Linked DNA regions of Sus scrofa: regions 2 and 3 are each linked to region 1. The links are chromatin contacts, called in public HiChIP or PLAC-seq maps. All regions are on one chromosome and are shown on one strand. The core of a region is the stretch at or near the end of the contact, and the rest is flanking DNA. Distances in the headings are between cores, read along the strand shown. Region 1 has its middle 170 kb from the start of RASA1. Region 2 holds the start of RASA1 (ras GTPase-activating protein 1). Region 3 overlaps RASA1 (ras GTPase-activating protein 1).

Region 1 (4,200 bases), core at 27-2,526:
ATGCAGGTTGAGTCCCTGGCCTTGCCAGTGGGTTAAGGATCCAGTGTTGCAAAGAGCTATGGCATTGGTCACAGCTGTGGTTCAGATCTGGTGTTGGCTGTGGCATAGGCCCCAACTACAGCTCCAATTCAACCCCTGGCCTGAGAACCTCCATATGCTGTAGGTGCAGCCATTTAAAAAAAGAAAAATACGCCATTTATCGATAGGCCATATTATTTTCTTTCATTTGTCATTGGACACGTAAGCTGTTTCTGTGTCTTGGTTATTGTGGATAATGCTACAATTAACATGAAATGAAGATATCTCTTTGAGATAATCATTTCTTTTTTATCAGATGTATACTTAGAAGTGGGATTGCTGAATCATATGGTAATTCTATTTACAATTTTTTGAGGAACCTCCGTACTGTTTTCTACAGTGGCTGCATCAAGTTACATGTAGGTTGATATAGACTCTCTTAAGCTTTCATTCCAAGGTCTATGGTAAATCTCAGAGAATTCAAAACATGGGTTACTCACAAGTGGTTTCTGCATACCTGTGGGTGGTATGAACTGTTTTTAGAGGGTTGACTACTCATCCTGCAATGATATGATATAAGCTGTCCCAGCATATGTTCAGCCATGTCTGTAAATCCACACTTTTCAGAAATATACTTAAGGAAGACACATGAAAAGTCCCTCTTGATAGAGTGATCCTCCACCAAATTCAACTCTTTCCAAAGAAACCTCTCATTCAGAGTCCATGCTTGGTTGGAAAGGAAACATATGTTAAATGTGTAAAGAAAACACGTTCTCCATATCTTCTCTAGGAAGCCTATTCCTTTTTCACTATTAAAGCTCCATCTGTCCCTAGTATTGACAGTGGGCTCACTACTATCCTTTTTAATCCAGACTTCTGGCTCACCCCAGATCCAAATCCTCCTGCTTCTCCTCATAATAAGTAGGAGCTATTCCCTTAAGTGCCACCATTAACGGATGTCAAGTTTGTATTGTTCCTCACCAACAGAAGGTACTGGGGAGTATTATCAAACATGTAAACACAATAGGATGTAGTACTCTGCCCTAGAGTTTCCATTCTCTCCCTTACCCCATGCAGTTTGAGCCAGCAGAAAGCTCAGCATTTTTACTGTGCAAAAATTTAAATATTTGAATCACTCCTACTAACTGCTCCTCTGGACTGGCTATTGCCAGCCCCGAAGGGTAAGTGAAACGTTTGAGGAAGTCATTAAAAGTGCAGTGGACTTTCAGACCCTCAGTTGATTTTCTTCCAGCTGAGCCGGGACCATGGAGACAGAGTGCACAGCATTGGACAGGAAGCCAAGCTTAGCTAGGTAGCAGAGAGGTCTTAGATAAAGCAAACAAACCAGGGCTTTGTGAGGTGACAAAAAGGAAATGAGCAAAGTCACACCCTCAGCCCATCAACCAACAGTCTAGTGAGCAGGAAACAAAGCCACAAGACCAGTGGCCCCCAATGGTGAGAATATACTGCACAGGTGATCAGGGGAGAGCTAGACTTAAGTTCTGTCCTTTTAGTCACTTTGATGTATTCTAATTGCCTAGAGGTCTGTTCTAAGAAAATGAGGGAAGGGCCTTCTTACTTTTGAACTTACAGCGAACATAGTATGTGACTTGCTGAAGCTCTTTTTAAAAATAACATGAATCTGATCTTAGAAGGTATTCTTTGATATGAATAGAGAAATCTTTAGGTTTCTGTTAACAGTGCTATTTATTTTAGAAGCAGAAATTATGAAAGACAACTTAAAGATTTAGCATTCTTCCTGGATTCTTTTCGTTGTTTGGCAAAGATAAACCCAAGCCTTTTGAAGTTGACTACTTTTTTTCCCAGTTCTCAAAATGTAGAAGACTTTGTTGATAATGAGGACCATGATGAAATTTTGAACCAGAATGTTTCTTGAATATTTAATAATATCTAAACAATAAGGAAATTGCATCTAATCTATATATTAAGGACTTTAGAATATAAATGTTACATAAAGCAAAGAAATAGAATAATTTACAAACCATTAAAAGTTAAATTACAGAATAAATATTTTTGCCATGGACATATGGGGAGGATGGTTGTGTGTGTGTGTGTGTGTGTGTGTGTGTTTAAAAATAAAATTGAATGTGTGTATGATGTTTCATGAAGGACACAAGAAGATCTATTTGGAGTGTTAGCAAAGGATAGTAGCCAAGACATCCTCAATCCCCAGAAGGAATTTAATTAAGGAAAAAAGATAGGAAAGAGTATAGTGTATGTGGAGAGAGAATGAAAAAAATCTGTCTGGGCAAAGTAGACTGCACATATTAGGGAGCAATGAAAAAACATCCTATCGTCAGGTAATCCCAGACTTATATATATATGGCCGAAGAACTTGAAATTGATAGGTCAAGAGGATATTATCGTTTCTGTAACCAAGGTTGACACAATGGACAGGATGTTTTAGGAAGCCATGCACATTAGATCTGAGAAAAGGTGAGTTAATTTATGCATATTAGTCATAAGGCAAAATCCATAAATCAGGCATGTTATCATAAAAATCTAATAGCTGGATAACTGAAAAGGAAACAAAAGGGTGCATTTGGGAAACTTGAGAAAGGAAGAAACCTAAGTCTCTGATAGACTGGATATAGAAGAATAAGACAAACATGATCAAATATAACTCCAACAATCCTTGGCCTATGCAATACTACTAGAAAACTACTAAGAAGAATTGGAGAAGCTGAGAAATGGAGCCTTGAGTAAGGGCTAGGAGGGTGCTGTTCTGATTTATTTTTCATATCTACTATAATTCAAAGCAATAACTTTGGCGTTAAAAAAAGGAACATTGTAGTTCTGAGGAGCTTTTAATGCAGCTGAGCAAACATGCAAGGCAGACTGCTGAATGAAACAAACACAAAACTAAATGTAAAAATCATGATAATGAATACATTATATTTTTATCACTGATAGAACTGAAAATAAGGAATAACACAGGAAGTGGGGGCAGTGGACTAAAATGTCACAACTGGAAAGCAGGATGCGGACTCTTGTGTTATGCTTTGAGAGATTAGAGATAGAGAGGAGGAGGCAATGAGGTGGGGCCTGCCGCCCCAGGGAATCTGCTGAGCTGTCAGAAAGCAGTTCTGTGGCTGGTAGGGTGCAGAAGTAAAAGCGATACTATGTGACAAGACCAAGCAGTTGCAAAAAGCTTGCCTTAAAGGGAGGTTTGCACATTACAATTACCAAGGAGTGAGTAAAACAGAGGCAACTGACAGTACTATTTTTCCTGCTTTCTAACATAAACATTATTTTGAACGCATATTACGTTCACTTAGTAGGGATGGAGACCTTGTCAACACTCTCCATTCTATTAAAAAGAGATGCTAATAGCTGTAATAAGCACTTCTTGAAAAACACCACTTTTTTGAATTGCTATAGAAAAGTTAAACTTGGGGAAAAAATTAATGAACTATAAGCAGATACAATTTTGCTTTTTTAATCTTTACCTTTCTCTGGCAGGGGAAGAGTAGGAAAATGGCAGAAAGGAAAGCAATAAAACCAAAAATTAAGCTATTATACAAACAAGTACAGAAATGGTATTCTGTTAAGAAGGAAAGAGAATGAGCACAGGCTTCATCAATGATGATGATGAGTTGGCTGAACACAGAAAGGAGCTTCAGTGTTAGTATCGAAGTTGACAACAGCTGCTAGTCAGAACACATAAACAAAAGTTTAAGTATTATAGAATGTGTCACAGTGTTCTGGTTAGAAAATGCCTGGGTTCATATCCTGGCTTCTACACTTACTCCTGCAAGGGTAGTACTACTATCTATCGTATCCAGTCATTGGTAGGATTGATTAAAATCTGTAAGCAAGTTAGTGCTCTGAGTGGCTAAGAGCAAAAGCTTTTTAAGTGCAGTATACTTACTCTTTGGAGAACTTCTTCCTACATGCTTAAATAAAGAAGTACAGGCCACTAACCTTCTTCCCAATTTCCCAATCTGAAGTGAAGAGGGTATGTGTGGTAATGAGCCCTGTAGTTCCCTTTGGATGACCTTTGAGAAAGGATTATCAGTCAGTGACATTTTTAGATTCTTTCTAATTTCCTCTTTTATTCTCATGGAAGGGTGTTTTTAGGCCAAATAGATATTTAATGTTTTCTAATATATGATTAATATTTCCTTCATACTATGAATTGTTTCCCTATAATATATTCCA
Region 2 (4,287 bases), core at 1,643-4,142, 170 kb after region 1:
AGAGTATACCTATGTCAGGAAATTCAGTGGCTTGGAAGAAAAGGAAAGGAAAACACAGAGGTAGAAACTGAGGGACAAATTAGCAGGAAAAAAAATCATTAGACAATAGAGACTATAAATGAGAGATGGGTAGGTCAAGGTGAATAGAATAATAAAGGTAATAGACAAAAATAAAGAAGGTGGAAACATTTAGTCCTTTTGGAAAAAATGAAAAGTCACTGAAGATAGAAGAAAGACTGATTTGAGATTAAGGAAGTACACAAAGAAAAATAAAGATCAAGGTCTGGATCTGTCCAATACAAAAAAATCTGAAAATATCAAAAATATGTGGTAATTTCTTTGGATGAGAAGTTCAACAGTACTGTAACACTGAGTATAATTTAAAATATTGGTAGTAGATCTTCCCCACTAGTTGAGCAATTGATGCCTAAAGACATGAGCTGATCTAATTCAGTATTTGTTAAAAGAATGGAAAACTGAAGCTGGCAAGGATGAAGCACTGGGCTAGGTAGTAGGATTGTCCACAGGTTTTTATCTACAGTATAGCTTTGTAGTAACTAGAAAGTAATATAAATCAGTAGGTAATTGGTGTTGGGCTACTTTAAATCTTGGCGTGCTAAAGAAATTTCAAAAAAAAAAAAAAAAAAAGAAAAAAATGGGAAAGGACATAATTCTGCAAATTAGTGAGCCTGATCTGGAATCTCAGGCAGAATACCTATGGCGTGTAGCGACAACAGTGCTAACCATAGTTACCTGCCAGTCCAATGTCCTACACTCAAAACCTGATGATGGTGTTGAATACCTTTTTCTTATTTGGCATACCATACTTAAATACGGTGGTTCTTCAACTTAAATGTGCAAACGTGGAGGATTCATTAAAACATAGATTACTGCAGTTTCTGATTCAAAGGGTCTAGGGTGGGGTCCAATTAATTTGCATTTCTAACAAGTTCTAAGATATTGCAGGTCTGAGACCACTGGTGTGACTAGTCAGTCCAGCTCCACTTTCCCAGGTAGTGTATTGCATAAGAGGCAAGCACAATGAGTCCTCAGGATTACTGCTATAATTTTGTAGCTAATTTTGGCAAATAAGCTTTTGGAAATTTCTTAAGTAGGGGACTCTTTTAGCGGTCTTTTCCTTTTTTATTTTGGCGTCTATTACAGCTCCTTCAATGTGCTTCTTGTTGGTTTGACCATCCTTATCAGAGAAAATCTGATCTCAAAGATCAATATTTAATGGTATTTAATGTGAGATCCCTTCTGGGAAAATTAAAATGAACAATGTATGAATCTAAAAGGGTAAATTACATATACTGGAATAAAAAAAAAGGTGAATGATTCCTCCAGTTATGTTTACATGTTCTAATATAAAAGACAGCACAAAAGCCATTGTCTGCACATATTAAGGGTGAAATTTTGGTTTATTGGTAATTCTTGAAACTATACATAATTGTAACCGACACTTTGGGACCTTCTTGACAATTGCCTGTTTAAAGTGCCTGTGTCTTCACGCCCTACTGTTAGGCACACAAACCAGGACAAAAGTGCGTTGATTACTGTTGTCTACAGCACTGCTCCTCTCCACACCTTACCAGTATCCAACAGACTTGCAATAGCACAGGCAGTGTGTCTGAAGACACATACAAACAATAGGGGGAAAGGATCGTGAAGAAAACAATGGTGTATGGTCGTAGAAATCTGGCTATTTCTACCAAAATTCTTAGCCCCCACACACGCCCCCTCCCTTATTCATTTCGTTTTGTCAGAACCTAGTTTAAAAAATTCACATTATTTTAGTTTGTAGTAGTGTTATAGTAATTTATATTATGCAAAGAAAATGAAAACACAAGCAGTACCGCCTAAGACCTTGGAAGCAGTCCGCCCCTCCAACCCCGACCCAGGCCGACCTCGGCCGTCTGGTTTCTGCGCCGCCACCAAGGGAGTTTGTTCTACCGGTCAGGAAGCAGGGAACTGGCTTCGCAGCATCTTCCTTTCCCTTTCCCCCGTCCCTCCGGTCCAACCCCTCCAGGTCTCATTTCGACTCTCCTTTTTTCACCTAGCTGAGCGGCCGCGTGCTCGCCGAGACCCACTCCTCCCCTCCTCCACCCCACCGGCCCAACAAACAAAGCCCAGGGAGGGAGGCGCACACCGACTGTAGAAAAGGCCGCGCCGCCACGCGTTACACCCGGAGCCGGACAGAGAGCGCGTCCGCGAACCGCGCGTCCCCGCCGCTTCCTTCCCTCCCGACTCTTCCTTTTCCTCCTCCAGGCCCAGCACCCCCCACCACCCCTGCACCGGGAAGGAGCCTGCGCAGAAGCTGCCCTCTCCCTCCTCCTCCCCTCGCCCCCCCGCCCTTCCTTCCCTCCGCTCCTCCTCCCTTGCCCCGCCTTCCTTTCTCTTGTCGATTTCTCCGAGCGCTCCAGGTTGGGAGCAATTCAGTTGATTTCCCCACTACCCCGCCCCCCTTCCTCTTTTCTCCCCACCCCTCCCATCTCAGCCCGGTGGAGGATGAAGCGGCTGCAGTGGCCCCAGCCCCAGCAGCGGCACCGGCGGTGGCTGCGGTGGGGGTGGCCGGAACTGGGGTGGTGAAGAAGCGGTGGTGGCGGCGGCGGCGGTGGCGGTGGCTGAAGGATCGGCAGCCGCCCCAGCCGCTTCCCCTGTGCTTCCCTTCCTCTTTAGTGCAGCCGGGAAGTTTTTCGCTTCTGTGCATGTGTGCGTGAGTGTGGGTGTGTAAGGTGAAGGTTTGGTCGGCGTTTGTGCAGGCGTTGGGTTTTTTGCCCACTTCTCTTCCCGTAACCCGGGTAGCTCCCGAGCCTGGGCTGTGGCCCGAAGAGGGGGCGCGGCGGCGGGCTCTCTCCTTTTGTTGTTGTTTCCTCCGCCTGTGGAGCTGAAGGGGGGACGCGCCTGGGTGGGGCGGCTCGGAGCCCGGGCCTGGTGGCCCCCGGGGCTCCCGGGCGAGTAGAGCAGGGCAGAGGAGAGCGGGCTTCAACATGATGGCGGCCGAGGCCGGCAGTGAGGAAGGCGGCCCGGTCACCGCCGGGGCAGCTGGAGGCGGCGCCGCCGCGGGCTCGAGTGCTTATCCGGCAGCGTGTCGGGTGAAGATACCCGCGGCCCTGCCTGTGGCAGCTGGCCCCTATTCTGGGCAGGCGGAAGCTGGAGTGGCCGGGACTCTGGGTGGAGGAGCCGCTCTGGGGTCATCGATCCTGGGACCTGGGTCTGTGGCTGGGGCACTGGCGGGAGCCGGACTGTCAGGGGGAGGTGCTGCTGCTGGCGTGGCTGGTGCTGCCGCTGCCGGACCCGGCGGGGAGATGGCTCTCACCAAGGGGACCACTTCGTTGTCTACTGAGACGTTCGGGGCAGGCGGTGGATTCCCTCCTCTGCCGCCACCTCCTCAGCTGCCCCCGTTGGGCGCAGGCCTGGGAACAGTGGACGAAGGTGACTCTCTGGATGGACCAGAATACGAGGAGGAAGAGGTGGCCATCCCGCTGACCGCTCCTCCAACTAACCAGTAAGTCAAGACCGCTGTTTTGGGGGAAGCTGGCTCGTGGAAAGAAGTGAGAAAACCTGCCTCGTTCCTGCAGCTGTGACTCGTTGTGAAAAGTTTTGAAGCTTAAGGTTCCGTGCGTAGGGATTTAATTTGATCACTCATCTTCCCTACAGGCACACTCCCTGGCGTCTTTGTATATTTATTGCTCCTCTGGGAAGATGTAAATTTTTAAATATGGGAAGCATGGGAAAGTGTAGATCCAGTGACAACCAGATAAGGTTCTGCCCCTTCCAAATTGAGGTGCCGTCCTGGGATTCAGCTGAGCTTGCAGATACCCAGGCGGTCCTTGTCCGTATTAACCCGGGTTAGATGATTAGTAAGAAGCTTTACAAGTATTTGAATGAGTATTGTACTAGTATCATTTGAGACATGCATTGGTCAGAATGCTTTGTTTTCGTTGCGCTGCAAATCGCAAGGCTTAATGATGGAGAAGTCTTTGGATCACTTTTGAGAGCCTGGGTCAGCGAGAAAAGAAGGGGGTTCTGTGAAGTATACGTGTGGTTAGGGGCCCATACTCTGCAATATCTGTAATTTATGTTGTAGAATTCCCATTTATGGATATTAGTGTAATTCTTTTATAGTTGAAACCTAAGTAGAATGTTGGAGCAAATCAAAATAGTGTGCTTCTCTTCAACAGTTTTTGTTGGTGGCCAATGCAGTATTCTATTTGAAAATTAATTTTGACAGTCTACAGCAGAATATATAGGAAGTGACTCTTCCGTATGTAGTACCTCCACCTT
Region 3 (4,222 bases), core at 67-2,566, 220 kb after region 1:
GTCTTTTTATGTCCGCACCCGCGGCATATAGAAGTTCCCAGGCTAGGGGTCGAAACAGAGCTGAAGCTGCCCAGCCTAACGCCACAGCCCCAGCAACACCAGATCTGAGCTGCATCTGCAACCTACACCACAGCTCACTGCAACACAACGCTGGATTCTTAACCCACTGAGCAAGGCCAGGGATCGAACCTGTGTCCTCCTGGATGCTAGTCAGATTTATTTCCATTGAGCCATTGTGGGAACTCCTGAAAATATTTTGAACTTTTGAAATGTTCTTTGAGATGCATTTCTCTTTGAAGTATTGAAAGAAGTTTAGCAGGTAAGGTTATAAGTCTAGTCTAATTCAGAAGGTTATATTCTTTCCATTTTATCTGGTAAGAATTAGTCTTGTAAAGTATATTTTGAAAATTTATTCTCATGTTCCCATAAGTGTATTTAAACTTTTTTTTTTTTTGCCTTTGTTCGTCTTTACTTTTTCCCTCTGCCTGTGACATCTTTCTCACCTTCTCAGTCCCTTGCTTTCTCTGAATTAGTTGCTACTTATCTTTTTAGGTTTTCCGTTTAGCCATCAGTTTTTTCAGGAAGTGTATACTAATGTGCTAAGACTGAAGTTTTTCCATATGCCCCCACATTCTAGTGCTTGCTGTACCAAATTGCAGCTGCCTGTTTTGTCTGTATTCTCCACTAGACTGTAAACTTCTATTTCATGGTATTCTGTGGTGGTAACTTATTTTTCTACCATGTAGCACAATGCTTGGCATGTAGTTGGTTAGAGATGTTCTAATTAAAGGTCATGCTAGACTAAAGTTTATTTTTAAACTTCAGATTCAGTGTTTAAAGGCTTATCTTAATATCCATATTAAGAAATGTTTTAGTTACAGAAGGTGGCCACTGTATCACCATACCTTCTAAAGTTTTAGGTTGAACATTGTGAAATTAAAAAAGTGTGGGTTTTTAAGTAGAAGGTAGTTTACAGTTATGTTGCAGTAATGTGTTCTTTGGACCAGATGACCACACATCATTTCTTTGCCCTATTTTAATGTGCTTAATTGCTGGCTTGACACTTTTAATTGTTGAATTTCTAAGAAATATTCAGCTATAAGAATTGGGAGGGTTTTTTTTCCCCCATCTTTTAAAGTTTTATTGAAGTTTAGTTGATGTACAAAGTTGTGATAATTTCTGCTGTATAACATAGTGATTCAGTTATACATGTACACACACCCATTCTCAGATTTTTTTTCCCGTAAAGATTATCATAGAACATTGGGTAGAGTTCCCTATGCTGTACGGCAGTCAGCATTGAGAGTTTTTTGAGAAATGAAACTACACAGATATAAGAGATGGAGGATGTAATATAGGAACTGATGTTAGCTTCCTGCTAGAAAGTATTATACTTTTCCTTTTTCTTGTTTTTTTTTTGTTTTTTTTAAATAAACATGTTTAATTAGTGCATAACATTTTTTGAGAGCGTGTGGCATTTTCTACTTTTCATTATTTGTTTTCTAGGGTTATAGGGGTTAAGGTTACCATGAGACTGTCTTAGTTGAATGTACTTGAATGTAAACTTTTGGTTGCATAAACATTGTATTGTTGGTCCCACATTTTGTATAAACTGAAATTTTGTGTGGACAGATGTATGACAGTGCTGTTTCTTTAATACTCCCATAGAACTTAAATCTCCTTAGTTCTCTATAAACGTGTTACCTGTGGCAAAAGGAAATCAAATTTTTGCCCTTGCCTTGAGCTCATTTGATCTGAGGTAAATGACTAAATACATAGACAAACACACACAGACACACACACTTGATATTTGCCTGAACCTGTAAATATACTCAAGAGGTCTAACATACATGTAAATATTTCTTCTCAAGTTTTAGTGTAGTTGGTCTAAGGGGTACCTATTTCCCTTAGTCTAGTGGTTGTTCCGATGAATTTCCTAGTGAGCAAATTTTGGTCTGTCTGCATATAGTGATACGGGAAAAAAAAGACTGAATGAAATCACTTAGTATAAGGTGTCTTTTCTTTACTCTCCCCTTCACTTTAAAAAGTCAGTTTATTTTTCTTAACCACTAGCTCAGACTGTATGACTTTGTTTGCTGAAAGGAAATATTGAGGTTTTAGGAGATTTCTAGTAGGTTTAGAAAATGTCTTTATGCCTCAACTCCCAGCCTGAAATAATTAGTTTAATTTCAGAATGGACAGCATGTGTGAGAGAATCTGCTTAACATGTTTGAGAGTTAAGGAAGAACTTTGGAAGTTCATTATATGATCAGGCACAAATGGTTCCAAGTGATTCAGGTGATGACATTTTTTGGCAATGAGATTTTTGTATATATGTTTCTCTGTGAGAACTTTGGTGCCTGCCAGTGATATAACTAGAAGGAAGAGCATAGTGGAAAGTAAAAGTGATCTGCTGGGAACTGCAATTTAGTTTCCTTTTTATACAAAGGAAATTTGTTGATGGTAGTGCTATTTTAATAGTTTTCTACTGTAGTAGACAGTTTCGTTTAGGATTGTGAAGTTTTAAATAATCGTGTAGTTTGAATGAAGCACCTATCTATATTCATAACAGGTTGTTTTCTTGTATAGATTTCTGTATTCTACCTGATGAGAGACTAAAAAGCACAAAGGCTCTGCTAAGGCCCCTTAAATAAACTGTACCAGTATATATGCTTATAAAAACATTCATGTGATTCCAAATTTAAAATGATTCCTGAGGTTTGCCCAACTTACCTCTTTTCTTATTTAACTTATTTAATGTATAGTTTCATCTTAGATGTTTTAGTTTAGATAAACTTAGTTATGTAGCATCTAAGAAAATGATATCAAGGGACTCCATATCTGCCTGTATGATTTCCCAACAAAAATTACAAAACTAGCTGAGAAAAATGTATTTACTTTTAGAATTTTCTTCTGTATCTCTCCCCCATCTTGCTTAAAAGAGAGAGAACAAGAGAAAGAGCTAATTTACTTTTAAATAGGAAAACAGTAGATACTTTATTATTAAAGTACTAATTTAAGCAAACTTAATTTATAACATCTCAAGTGCATACTGTGCTTGCTGTCTCTCCAAAAAATATATCCACATTGGGGAAAGAATGGAGCTATTTTAGGGCTTCCTTCTGGAATTGCCAGGAGAAATGGAAGAAATTCTGTTTTATGAATACTTTGAAGTCTCCAACCTCAATTAATATGTCTGATCTGTAATGTTCAAAAAAGAGTTTTTGGGAAAAGAAATTTCCTCTTTAAAAATCAGTGTTTTAGAAGAAACAAAAATTGGTTTCTTTTGTTCTTTTCCCAAAATTAGAAGGTAAACAAGATTGGAAAGCAGAAAGATAACTGAGACCTAAGTGACCCACATAGTAATCATCCATCATGTAACAGTATGTAATATGAAATCTTCATTGACAAAGCTGAATTAATCAGTCCTATAGCCTATGTGTACATGTATGTAATTTATGTGTAGTTTATGTATTAGTTCATTTCTAACAATGTCATGCCAACCTTCTATGAAGTATATACTGTTATTTTGTGCCTTTTTTACGAGGCAACTCAGGCTCAGAAATTAAGAACTTTGCCCACATTTGTATATACAGTTGGCAGAGCTAGTATTCAAACATAAGCCGACACTCTTAAACATTATACTGTATGGCCTATGTAGTGCTTTCTCACTTTTATATTTTTCTTTAAAGAAGTTTAGGATAAATATTTAATTTATTCCAAGGTTCAGATGGAGATTATTTCCACTGCCCTTTTTTAAACAAGTGGTGGTAATAAGGTAAAAAATGTAGAGACTTACATAAATGTGGAGGTTTCTATTAGGTTCTAGTCTCACCAGTCAGCTTAATCTCTTTTGAAGAAGTTTAGGAGGTACCAGTGTAGCCATCCTTCTTTGAGCTCTGTCAGCCAAAATTGTTTTCATATTCTTTTCAGAAATAGATAGAAAAAGATGAGAATTTGCTTTTGTGCACATTGAAGAAATTTTTTGGTTTTTCTTTGAATTGGCAAGGGAGGAAATCAAACTAGATTTCTAAAAAATTACTTTTCACTATTATATTTTATGATTCAACACTTCTTCCTTCACTCAAGAAATACTTTTTAGATTAACATTACTATGTGTCAGGTGCAGTCTGTGGGTTATAATTGCCACAGATTTAAGCAGAGTAAAACATTTAATTTAGGTGTTGGAGTTTATAGATACTTGGTAATCTCATGTTATACT

What was found. HiChIP or PLAC-seq counts read pairs in DNA pulled down with a chosen protein or histone mark.
Region 2: an H3K27ac HiChIP or PLAC-seq map of alveolar macrophages shows a contact between it and region 1. The contact joins the promoter of RASA1 here to the enhancer-like site in region 1. A contact is called at or near these places in 2 of 5 promoter capture datasets (fetal liver and liver), 6 of 47 Hi-C or Micro-C datasets (embryonic fibroblasts, fibroblasts, liver and 1 more) and 1 of 2 datasets of contacts at active chromatin or transcription factors (alveolar macrophages).
Region 3: a contact with region 1 is called in an H3K27ac HiChIP or PLAC-seq map of alveolar macrophages. The contact joins two enhancer-like sites. A contact is called at or near these places in 3 of 47 Hi-C or Micro-C datasets (heart right ventricle and skeletal muscle) and 1 of 2 datasets of contacts at active chromatin or transcription factors (alveolar macrophages).

Annotation. Positions count from the first base shown.
Region 1 is chr2:94,710,780-94,714,979 of Sscrofa11.1, forward strand. No RefSeq gene overlaps it. Among named protein-coding and RNA genes, the nearest start is that of RASA1, 170 kb to the right of the region's middle. Within about 2 kb of position 1,277, at least 14 of the 83 cell types and tissues checked have an H3K27ac peak or open chromatin away from gene starts, as enhancers often do. A contact at or near this core is called in alveolar macrophages and liver, where this site is marked.
Region 2 is chr2:94,876,723-94,881,009 of Sscrofa11.1, forward strand. It overlaps RASA1 (ras GTPase-activating protein 1), which reads left to right and starts at 2,893. Exons shown (of 25, transcript XM_003354207.4): 1 at 2,893-3,508. The coding sequence starts at 2,991.
Region 3 is chr2:94,929,320-94,933,541 of Sscrofa11.1, forward strand. All of the region lies in intron 1 of RASA1 (ras GTPase-activating protein 1), which reads left to right. Among named protein-coding and RNA genes, the nearest start is that of RASA1, 52 kb to the left of the region's middle. Within about 2 kb of position 1,317, at least 5 of the 83 cell types and tissues checked have an H3K27ac peak or open chromatin away from gene starts, as enhancers often do. A contact at or near this core is called in alveolar macrophages, where this site is marked.